Regions from separate parts of the Arabidopsis thaliana genome. Here region 2 is linked to region 1. Evidence: chromatin contacts called from public capture Hi-C data. All regions are on one chromosome and are shown on one strand. The core of a region is the stretch at or near the end of the contact, and the rest is flanking DNA. Distances in the headings are between cores, read along the strand shown.

The links. Capture Hi-C pulls out chosen DNA fragments and counts their contacts.
Region 2: a contact with region 1 is called in a capture Hi-C map of seedling, with 2.0 times the contacts expected there.

Annotation. Positions count from the first base shown.
Region 1 is chr4:9,977,946-9,984,014 of TAIR10.1, reverse strand. It overlaps NAC071 (NAC domain containing protein 71), which reads left to right and starts at 3,460. Exons shown (of 4, transcript NM_001341249.1): 1 at 3,460-4,133; 2 at 4,224-4,513; 3 at 4,617-4,841; 4 at 4,932-5,312. The coding sequence starts at 3,977. The coding sequence ends at 5,138. ALMT12 (aluminum-activated, malate transporter 12) reads right to left here. Exons shown (of 6, transcript NM_117907.4): 6 at 5,992-6,069. It overlaps AT4G17975 (a tRNA gene), which reads left to right and starts at 5,838; the gene lies at 5,838-5,909.
Region 2 is chr4:10,115,551-10,121,619 of TAIR10.1, reverse strand. AT4G18300 (Trimeric LpxA-like enzyme) reads right to left here and starts at 2,836. Exons shown (of 1, transcript NM_117940.2): 1 at 362-2,836. The coding sequence starts at 2,768. The coding sequence ends at 639. KAT2 (potassium channel KAT1-like protein) reads right to left here. Exons shown (of 11, transcript NM_001341273.1): 1 at 6,024-6,069; 2 at 5,711-5,926; 3 at 5,461-5,616; 4 at 5,304-5,361; 5 at 4,897-5,214; 6 at 4,534-4,773; 7 at 4,337-4,435; 8 at 4,213-4,245; 9 at 3,936-4,121; 10 at 3,344-3,833; 11 at 2,968-3,261. The coding sequence ends at 3,143.

The sequences.
Region 1 (6,069 bases), core at 2,211-4,710:
GAATGATGATGTGTATTTAAGGGACGTATAGCCTTGTCGAAATTTAATCGACTAAAAACCTTTAAAAGTGCAAAGTTGAGAACTTTCCCTGACGTTTGTTAATGGAAGATTACATCAAAGAGCGGGTGAAGTTTTGGGCTCGATTCGGGGAATCTGATAACTGATTTATGCACACATCAATCATATAATAGAGTATTTGACAATATTGACTTATATGAAATTGACTATTGTTTGGTATGATTTTGCTACTCACTTCCTTTAACCCACATTTTTGTTCTAATAGTTTTGAGGTTTGAATCTAAACCTAGACAAGAATATTTATAAATTTAGATCAACTCTGAGCATCCATGTTACTAAAGACTAATCGTTGGTGATTATTAGACCCAAAATCAGACAATAAATAAAACGAAAAGGGGAAGAAATCAAGAAGGAGAAAGTTGAGTTATATATAGTGTGATTAACAAATTAAGTGATAAATTGTGGGATCTTCTCATTTTCTAAACTTTTTTTAGTAATTCTGAATTTTGTTTTATTTGCGACTAAGAAAATTTTGGACCTAAACCCATAATTTCCTCAGACCAAATATTAAAAATGATTAAACTAGTAATTTTGAACTTTTTTTTGTGAGTGATATAAGAAACTATTACACTGGTTGAGATGCGGATAAATAAGAGTCTTACCATTCCTTTTCACTTTTGTTTTTCACTTTCTTTAGAAGATATAGCTGGCACAAAGTAGTACATTAACTTTGAATAGAATTTTCCGATTGTAAAGTAACTATAAAACCTATGTGTAACTGTATTATAATGAAGAATTATATTCTAGCTCCCTCTTTCACACCAAAAGAAAATGAAGATTTATATTGTCTTTCTATTGATACGGTTAACTAAGTTGATGACAATCTACAAAACCATTCAATATGTATATATATTGTCTATCGATAAGTTTAGCAATATTTACTTTTTGTCGGAATCGCGGACTAGGAAAAATCACATGTCGGCAAAAACGAGAACACGATGACCAGTGTGGTGGGTTGGTAATTTGGTATATTTGGTTGGTCCATGATATCGGTTGAATCTATTTAGAATTTGCAAAAATAGTTCCGATATGACTACTGATATGAATTTACCCCCGGACATTAATTAGTAACGACATAATATTCAAACGTATATGGTACTTTTTGATATATAAAATTAGGGCTCAGTATAGTCAACATAGAAGATCCGTTATTCGTATTTCATAGGCTAACTTCTTCTTTTCCTACCATATGACGTAGTTATTCACGCTTTAGGCCTTTTTCTTCATTTTTGTTCTTTTGTCTCTCTTTAATCAGTGTTAGGGGTCATGGTGACCGTTCCTAAAGTATCGTATAATTATAAGGTGCACTTTTTGGTATATAGAACTTATTAACCTTATACATTTCCATCTCGTGAAGTCATTCGTTTTCCCAATATTTTTTTATTTTCTTTTCCTCTTGAATATTTCAGCTATCGGGTCTTACACAAATGGGAACTAAACTTTAAACTACAACTTTACATCTTAAACAATAACATATTTCCGGTAAAAAGAAGACAATAAACAAAATTTTCTTCAAAGTTTTGTTATCTCTTCTAATGTCTTAAAAGTTGAAAGTGGTTACTCTAATAAAAAGCAGTTTTGTCTTACTCATACTGACGTGGAGGAACATTGTTACACCCCCTTCAAAATAGTCAAGAAAAAGTTTAGAATATTGAACGAAAGGAAAAATAAAAGAATTAGCTAGGACCGAGTTTCTATGACCTAGAACTAAAACTCCCGTTACATACTTATATCAAAGAAACGAGCTAGAAAAAACATTAGAGAAATGTAAAATATATCTCTCTCTTTTTGGTTAACCAAGGTTTACTAATCCGATATACAAGAATGACATGCAAATAAACATAGGGTTAAGTTGTAAAGTAGTCAGATATTTAAACTTAATTATGGAATTGGGCAAATTACTATTTATAATTGGATTTTTAGTCACTAACCTTTGACCCTATTACAGACAAAATCAAATATACCCCATACCAACTCTATTATTTACAAATATGCCACTAATCTTCTTCTTCTCCAATGTCGTTGAAAGCAATTGGGATTTGTGCTTTTAGATTCAACATTTCTCTCTCCTCATACTCACATTCTTTGTATTTCTTTATATATATATATATATATATATATATATATATATATATATATATATATATTTATTTATTTTTTAATAACCTCTTCAATCTAATAATTGAAATGCTTATCAATGTAAATTTATTTTCTAAATTAATTCAGATACATAAAAATCTATATTTTTTCTCTATAATTTGATATGCATTTTGTTAATAATTTTAAATATATTATATAAACATTTTTATTAGTAGTCAGTACAGTTAATTATGTGTACAGATTTTTATTTATACAACTTATTTAATAAGTACAAATTGAAATCGTCCAGCCATAATTGGAAAAATAGTCATTTTACTATTCACAATTTGCAAAGTAGTCACTTTTAACTGTTTGATTCGTACACTTAGATCTGTACAACATTTTTTAGTGTACAGATGTAAGTGTACGTTGTGTATATTTATATATATATATATACACTAAAAATATTGTACAGGTCTAAGTGTACGAATCAACAGTGAAAAGTGACTACTGATAATTGTATACTCCATACAATTATATACTCTGTACAGCTAATGCAACGTACAAAATAAAGTCTGTACACATAATTAAGTGTACCGACTACTGATAAAATGTCTGTAATATATTAAAAATATTAACAAAATGCATATCAAATTATAAAGAAAAATACATAGATTTTTATGTATATGAATTAGTTTAGAAAATAAATTTATATTGATAAGTATTTCAATTATTAAATTGGAGGGGTTATTAAAAAGAAATAAAAAAAAAAAGAATATTTCACTTTTATCTTTCTTCTCTGTCAAAAGGATAGTTCGGTAATTTCAAAACACATCACTTACCCCACCCCAAACTTCTATTTCACGCTCGTCTATTACACGCCCAAAGTGAGTTACATGTTTTGTCAAGTGTAAATAGTAACTTGCCCAACTCCATAATTATGTTTTCAAAAGTGACTAATTTGCCAACACACCTATAAACATATCGTTTTACAAAACGAAACGACGTCTTATGAAATTAAAAAATAGAAAAATAAGTTTTGATTAATTATAGGTGATAGTATTATTGAATCATTGATGTGTGAAGTGTGAACAAGTCTAACTTTAGAGACCAGGTAGGTCCACTTTCTTTTTGAATTTTGGGAACTCTTAAGACAAGCAATGTCTTTATCCGCTTTCGGTGTGTCGAGTTATTTTTTCTTCTGAATATTAACGGCACTGACTATTATAATACTGTTTGTTTATTCTACAGAAAAATTCATCAACATATTTTAAGCTATGATTAAATTTGCCTCACAAAGTTTCGCAACCTTTGTGCTATAAATATCATTCACCCCACAACCATTCAACACTCTACCAACCTTCTCTTCTTCTCTCCGATCTTAATCACTCTCCTAATCAATACTCACTAATAACTTTTTTTTTTTTTTGGTCTTGTATAGCTAATAAGTCAGAGAACCCTTTTCCTCAGTCAGACTCTTTGACCCGCAGCAATTAGCTCTTCCACCAACTGCTCTTCGTTATTTCTGAATTGTACCTTAAGTTTGTTTCTATTTTTTTTCTTAGGTGTTAGATATATTTTTAAAAAGAGAATTTTGGATAATTCGTTTTTTTTTTTGTAAACATACAATCTCTTTCAGACAATGATATTGTCACAAAAAGGATGCAATCAAAGTGAGTTGCAACTTATTTTCAAAAACAAATTGAATGTCGAAAAAAGTTTATATTTTTAGATTTTCCAAATAGTCAATAGATATTTAGTTAAATATTAGCTTTCGACAACTCTCTTGTGTCGCAAGCTACAAGTGTGAATTTTGCAAATGGGGAGTTCATGTTTGCCTCCAGGATTTAGATTTCATCCAACTGATGAAGAGCTCATAGGCTACTACTTGAGTAGAAAAATAGAAGGTCTCGAGATTGAGCTTGAAGTCATTCCTGTTATCGACTTATACAAATTTGATCCTTGGGAGTTGCCAGGTAATTTGAAAAGGAAAACAATTAGATTTTTATCCATAAATTTATATTTAAATAAAACTAAATTTGTTTGATTTTATCTTTGAATTTTAGGTAAATCTTTCCTTCCAAATAGAGATTTGGAATGGTTCTTTTTCTGTCCAAGAGACAAAAAATATGCAAACGGTTCTCGAACCAATAGGGCTACAAAAGCGGGTTATTGGAAAGCAACTGGTAAAGACCGGAAAATCACTTGTAAATCATCGCATGTTATAGCTGGATACCGAAAAACCTTAGTTTTCTATGAAGGTCGTGCCCCATTAGGCGACAGAACTAATTGGTTTATGCATGAATATCGTCTATGCGATATTGATGATCATTCACAAAAATCACCAAATTTCAAGGTAAGAAAATTAGAGTTCGTTTCATTTGATCCAACTTCATAATATTCATTTTTATGAACTAATGGAACGAAGCCTAAAAACCATATATATGTTTGAATTTTAGGGAGCTTTTGCGTTATGTCGCGTAGTTAAGAAGAATGAACTGAAGAAAAATTCGAAAAGTTTGAAAAATAAAAACGAACAAGACATTGGTTCTTGTTACTCTAGCCTCGCGACCTCTCCTTGTCGCGATGAAGCGTCGCAGATTCAATCGTTCAAGCCTTCTTCTACTACAAACGACTCTTCAAGCATTTGGATTTCTCCTGATTTCATCCTTGATTCGTCAAAGGTACCTACATCTATTATCTAAACCAAAATAGTTTTTGTATAGACAGTAGTGGTCTGATATGTGTTTTTGGTTTTGTGATTTTAAATATAGGATTATCCTCAGATTAAGGAGGTTGCTTCTGAGTGCTTTCCCAACTACCATTTTCCGGTCACCACGGCAAACCACCACGTGGAATTTCCGGTGAGCTCTTGTTATTTCAATGTGGACCAGGACATTGATCAGTCGATGCAAACCGGTTATTGGACAAATTATGAAAATGACCAAACCGGTTCATTTGACTACTCAAACCTTTTTTAGCTACAAGAAATGTTGGTTCGTTCTTAGGACAAAAACGCCTTTTAACGTTGGTGTCTTGGAACTTGGAAGAAGAAGAAGAACTAGTTGTGAACGTCTATCATTTTCTTTTGAGAATTTAATTATCTTACTCTTGGTTTTTATTTTAGTTTTATATATATTGTTTGCTAATATAAGGAATGAGTATAATAAATTCCTTATTTAAAGTTTTTTCGTATGAAGATTTACGTTATTATAGAGTCTTATTTTAATGTTCCGATACCTTTGATATGATATATGCAAAGAGAATCAATCATGTTCTTCTCAATCATTAATTGGACCAAACTTATATTATATAAAGCAACTTATGTAGAAGTCATAACAATCATTTGCATTAAAAATCCAATATTTTGTCTATAAAAGCAATAGTTTCGGGACCATTTTGACATTTCAAAAGTTTATGTAAACAAAATTCCATAAATATGCAGAGATTAAAATCAAAAACTATGTGACGCAGCAATTTGTTTACAGATGTATGAAAATCCCAAAAGCTTGCATTTCTCAATTGTTAGAGACCTTTCAAACAAAATTCTTTTTTCCATGAGCTTTCTACATTTCATTCTTTTAAAATTTATAAGAATATTTCTTCCTCTTGAAAATGATCTACGAAATACTTTTGATATATAGTCTATATGATTTACAAAATGTGAACAATATCAAATTGGGTCCATAGCTCAGTGATAGAGCAATTGACTGCAGATCAATAGGTCACCGGTTCGAACCCGGTTGGGCCCTTCCTTTTTTTGTTTTTTCTTTTTTTTCTGTTTTTCACTTTACAATTAAATTCCGGAAATTCAAATTGCCGGACCAGAAATAACCGGCCTTAAACATTACGACTGTATCTTTCTCCTTGTATTGTTTGTCTTAACCAGACATCTCAATTCATTACACAACG
Region 2 (6,069 bases), core at 1,587-4,086, 140 kb before region 1:
ATTTTCGTCAGAAATACATTAACACACACAATCCACTAAAATTAACAACAAAATAGAAAACAAAATGTGATTATGATTTCGTGTTTTCTATCTCATTAGTCAATATCACCATGGTGACGAACTCTCCAGCCACCATATTTCCAAGTAATTCTATATTAAGTAACTAAGCTTCTTTTTAACTTGATCATAGCCGTCAATTTTTAAGTTTGTTACACTTTCTCTTCTTTTTCCGCGTACCCTAAGTCCATGTTATGAAGTTACCAAAGACGGTAATAATGTTTTCAAGACGTAAGGACACAAAAGTAAAGGTTGAATTGGGAAATTTGGAATAACACCGTCACAAGTTAAGTTTCGTTTGAGACTCACATTTAAATCAACTTTACTCTATCTACAAAACGTTTCGTATGAATTCTTTTAATAGCCTAGTCAACATATCTCTTGCACATGCAAGTATACAACAAACCCTTGATGGATAGATTTATGGGAAATATCTCATTCAACAACAAACCTAACAAAAGATTGTTGATGATGCCAGTTAAATAACAGAGTACTACTATCTTAAATGTAAATTATCACTTTACAAAATAGACTGTATAATGAAATCACATTGCAACCTATCGAAAGTCACGCTTACCAATCTAACTATCTTCTTCTTCCTCCTCAGATGCTTCCTTGAGCCACTTTATGAATGACTCACATTTATTCAGATAAACTTTGTCACAATCGTCTGCTCCTGCTTTCTCTTCCCCCCATCTCAAGATCGCATCTTCTTGCACCACGTCTTTGTCATACAGAAAAGGCAGAAGTTTAGCAAACAAAGGGCTCAACTCTTCAGATTCCTGACACATCTCTTCGAATTTCATTATCACTTCTATCTGTGCATCAGTTTGCTTTAAATAGAACCCAAGAACTCCCTTCCATTTAGTTATGACACCCATCGCGTTTCTGTACAATTCAGTAGCAGAATTATGTGGACTCTTTACTGCCAGTCTCATCATAGAGTAGAATACTGCTCCAGCACAATCTGCAGAGTCCATGTTGTACGCCAACCGGTGTGAGTTAATCAAAGGAATTACAATGTCCGCTTTGTTATCCTTTTCAACGGCACTTAAGAATTCTTCTTCAACCTCTCTCTCAAAGTCGCCATAGGAATCATTTGCATCAGTGTTAATAATATCAGTATCAGATTTCAACTCTCCAGAAGGTGGGACAACAATGTCATCCTCTATGTCATCATCGTCCATGGCCCCAGTGATATCGGCAAGTTTATCCATGGGGATTGGTACAACAGAATGTTTCCACTCCTCATCATGAGCGCTGTCACATATTTCCCAGATGTAACCTGCTCCATCAGGACCAAGCTCAGATGCTTTGGACTCAATTTGCAAATTATTTAGGCCTGACGAATGATCTGCAGTCCCGCTGCTACTATCAGCATATTCCAGCTCTTCATCGCTGTCTTCTGTAGTTGGCTGTTGAAGTAAAGAGACCTTTGAATATGCAGGTACAACAAAGTCCCGCCCAACTACAACACTGAAAGACAAAACAACACCAGGCTGCAGAACAGCTCCTGCTCTGACTTTCACACCATCACAGACAATAGCGTTCCTTATCTCACACCCATCTTCAATCGTAACATTGTTCCATATGTATGAGCCTTGTATCACCACATTTGATCCAATACAACATCCGTTCCCAATAACAGAGTTATAGATTTTACCTCCATTACCAATTTTGGTGCCATATCCAATGACAGTGGAAGCTCCAACATCTGCAGTGTGTGATTGAACTGCATCAGAAGCCCGGTATATCCCCCGTCTCCCGAGCTTTACAGGGCGATTCCCGCTGAAATCGATATTAGGTACGTACGGGTATGTCCACCTCTGGATTATATCCTTGCTAACAGTGTCATAGCTCCGTAAATTGTCGATCCTTGCAGCATAACAACTCGACTGAATCTCATGAGTGAAAATCTTGTAACCCATAATATCATCAACAAGCAAACCATTAACAAAATGACGGCGCATATGCTGATAATCAAAGTTATCCTCAAAGAGACTAAGCACCTCAGGAGAACAAATGTCAATGTAACAATCCTGCATATCACTGCATAAAACAGTACTATCCAACAAGGACTTATCTAAGCAAAAGTCCCCGCCTCTCGAATTACATTCCTCGTAATGAAGAAGCTGTTTCGTTAAAGGATCTACTGCAACAAAGAGTTGATCAGATCCTATTCCTAGTCTAGACTGCTTCTTAAAAACCATAGTCATGATAGCTTTCTCATCTTTCTTCTTCCTATCTCTATGTTGTTGAATCAAATCAGCAAGTGGCATATTACTAACAGTATCACCACTAACAAGAACAAAATCACCTTGAATCTGCGACGTCTCTGTCTGTTGTTCATAGATATAACGCAGAGCATCTCCAACACTGGTGGAATTGTGAGACACTATCGTTCTCACCAACAAGTTTGGGTTTGGGCGTGTGTACCATTCCGATTTCTTCAGGTAATCGATGATCTGCGACGAATGAGCACAACAGAACACAAAAACCTCTTCGATCCCAGCTGATTCGAGCCATGCTAAAGTGTAATCAATCATCGGGATGTTCACTATCGGCAATAGTACCTTTGGTCGTTCTAGGGTTATGGAACGGAATTGAGTGGTGAAGCTGTCGGCTAGAAGAATGGCTTGTAATCGTTGACGACTTAGATCCTCTGAATCCTCACGAACCTTAGCCGCCGCGGGTTTCTTCTGAGCACCCATATCTCCGATCAAATTCGATTGAAATGAAAAATTCACGACAGACTTCAAAATCAAATCCTCGCATGAGAAAATCTTTGATACAATTTTTTAAGGGGAAAAAATGTTTATTTTATAATTAACTAGGCCTAATCTCATTTATTAGTAATTAAACTCATCTAAGCCCAATAAGGCCCAATATATATAAACTCGAATGTAAACGTTTACGCGGGAAATGCTCTGTTAAATTCAGAATTCTGATGGATTAACATTGTCCAGTTATAAGTTCTCTAGGATCTTCTTTGATGATCAAATGTTTTTCTAGTAAAAAACATTACATTGCCTGCAGATATACATATACACTCTATGGAAAGAAAACAGTGGTTACTAAAGTCTTGTTAAGAGTTTTCATTGATGAGAATATACAAATGATCACCATCTCTAATCACATCTTCATCATCTATTTCTGCGTTTTCCGCATTCGTGACCTTTGTGAAGCTGTATCCAAATTTTTCACCTGCACCATAATTTTCTAGTTTACTTTACTTCCTTCTTATGTTCAGTAGTTTCTTAGAGAATTAACAAGTAAAAGAGCTTACCTGCAAGTCTTAGCAACTCTTCTATGGAAGCAGGAAGGATTATCAGCTTCGACAAATCTTTGTCCCGGGACTTCAAGTGGATGGTAACTCTTTTATCTTTTGGTTTTGCAGCTTCATGTTGTTTGATTTGGATGTTTGATCTGCAATATGGATATGCTTCCTGTGAATGAAATTCAAATGAGGTAAGATCTGCATCAGAGCAACCTTTTCCATCAAACTCTTTATTTGGTTTTTCTCCTTCTTCTATCTCTATCGTATGTTCTCGAACTCTTTTCGTTTCGCCATAACCAGATCTTCTTGAATCTCTCCATTCAGTTGACCCCATATCAATATTTTCTGAATCATGCAGTTGTAAATATTTGTGCCCATGTCCTTGATCACTAGCGTTTCCTTCTCCTGTCTTTGAACCACCAACAAGCCACTCCTTGAGAAGTGACTCTGGTTCTGAATTTGGATCATCAATTGCTATTGATTGTTGCCCTCTAAGTTTCTACATATATCATCATGAAATGAGTTCGTATTGATTAACATCATTGTGAAAACATCTCTGAAATAAAATTAGTTCCCAGGATGTTATATCATTCTTACTTACCATGAAGAGGTTGTTCATTATGACTCGTCCATCTTCGACATGAGCTCGCATAGCACTCATTAGAGATTTTTTGCTTATCCGTAGTATCTGAGATAGTTCTGTTGTCCTAACTGTGAAAGGTTGTGGTGTATAGCATAACACACCAATCTCTCCAAATGCATCGCCAACAACCGCCTTGCCTTGAACCTACATGAATGTGAGGATTACAGTCATTTCTCTTTTTTCAGCTAAGAGTTCTACAGTGAAGTTCTTTTGGTGATATATATTGTTCACATACCTGATCTTCTTCGCCAACGTAGACAGTAAAATCCTGCACAATCACCACATGAGCGAGTAAAACATGTTAGAAGGTAACTTCAACATTCCTATACAATTATTTATTTTAAATTTCATTCACTCACCACTGCCCCTGAGACTAGGATGTAGAGGTCAGTAGGAGCTTCGTTCTGTAGTATTACATCTTCTCTTGGTGGGAAATATTCGGCGTCTATATCTGAAACCTTGGTCAGAAAAAGCATATCGAGTTGGTTGGTAACTTTATGGAACATTATAACAGAAAGAGATGGACAAAGAAAGAGTTAACAAATGAGTGTTTTACCAACTGAAATAGGAAGTTGCGAGAAACTCCGTGAAATAGGTAGACGTTCTGAACGATTGGGAAGAAGAGATAGTTTGCAATGCTTGACCGGATTGCTTTCGGCAAACCATTTAAAGCTTCTTGTTGTTTCAGACCCTCTGTTTTAAACTTTAAGCAAATGTGTGATAACATTTGGTCTTGTATGTTTGGTGGGAGTTGGTTTCTTGATGCAAACTCTGAAGCAGCTCTTACAGTATCTCTCTGTTTAATTCAAAGAATCAGGTTTCTTATTAACCTATGAATATATATATATATATATTTTTTTTTGCAGGTTATAGTTATAAGAGATTGATGTGAAGTCGAAAGAAAAGTTATTGAACTTACAAAGTTTCTGGTGCGGCTAGTCCAGTGAACCACAAGGTTGGTCATATTTCCTATGAGGTAAGATGTGAAACCGAGGTTGAAGAGCATGAAAAACACAAAGAACAACATTTCTCTTGGGTTCTCAGCATGTAAGTCTCCATAACCTGTTGTTGTTAATGTCGTAATAGACCAGTAAAGAGCAGTAACATATCTACTCCATACGCTTGTCTCCTTGAAATTTGGGTAGACAGCTCCAATCCATGTTTTTGTTGGATCATGATATTGATCTGCAATGAGGTAGGCGAAGCATCCAGCACAATGTACTGCAAACAGTGTCACCTGATATATAAAAGTATACGTTGTAACTTGTAAGCTAGTAGCATTTATAGATGAAAAGAAATGAGAATTCCTCTGTTTTTGAGACTTACCGAAATGAGTTTTGTGCATCGTGTCCAGAAATAGTTGAAGCGGATATCTTTCTCAAGCCTGAAGCAGAGGAAAAATGAGAGAGTAAGCTTTATGTTGATTCTTCATATGGCAAGTCTTCTAAACTTGAAAGAAAATGGTTTAGTATTGAAAATGAACCTTGCAAACAGCGAGCTAACTCGTCTAAGACGCCAGAGCCTGAGCATACTAAGAACTCTGAATCCTATTTCACTTCCATTGTATTTGAACAGAAGACTCAGTGACTGGAATGGAGCTGTTGAGCAGACATCAAAGGCGAACCAAGTAGAAAGGTACCTAAGAACATACTCATTAATAAAAATGAGAAATGATGCTTCCCTTAAATACGTAAAAACCGTACCATTGTCTTTATTATGTACTTGTTGTTCACCTTATAGCTATTTTCTTAGGTTTGTCGACTAGAAGATATGAGTGGCTGTCTAGATAAGCAACGAAGAAGGTGAGAATGATGTCAATGGCAAAGAATCCATTGACAATGTTGTCAATGATGAAAAGTGCGTCTTTCTTGTAGGTGATGAAGGCAAACTCAAATGGACAAATCCAAGCTGAGTAAATCACAAGAATGACCAGCCACATCTCCCATCCCCTGAATTCAACATTAAGCCATAACTCAAGAAGACAACAAACACAAAAACAGAACAGAACAGAACGAGGAAAATGTGCAAGAAAGATATATACAACACCTGAAACGTGGATCGAAAGGAGAGATGATGTGTTTACGGAGCTTAG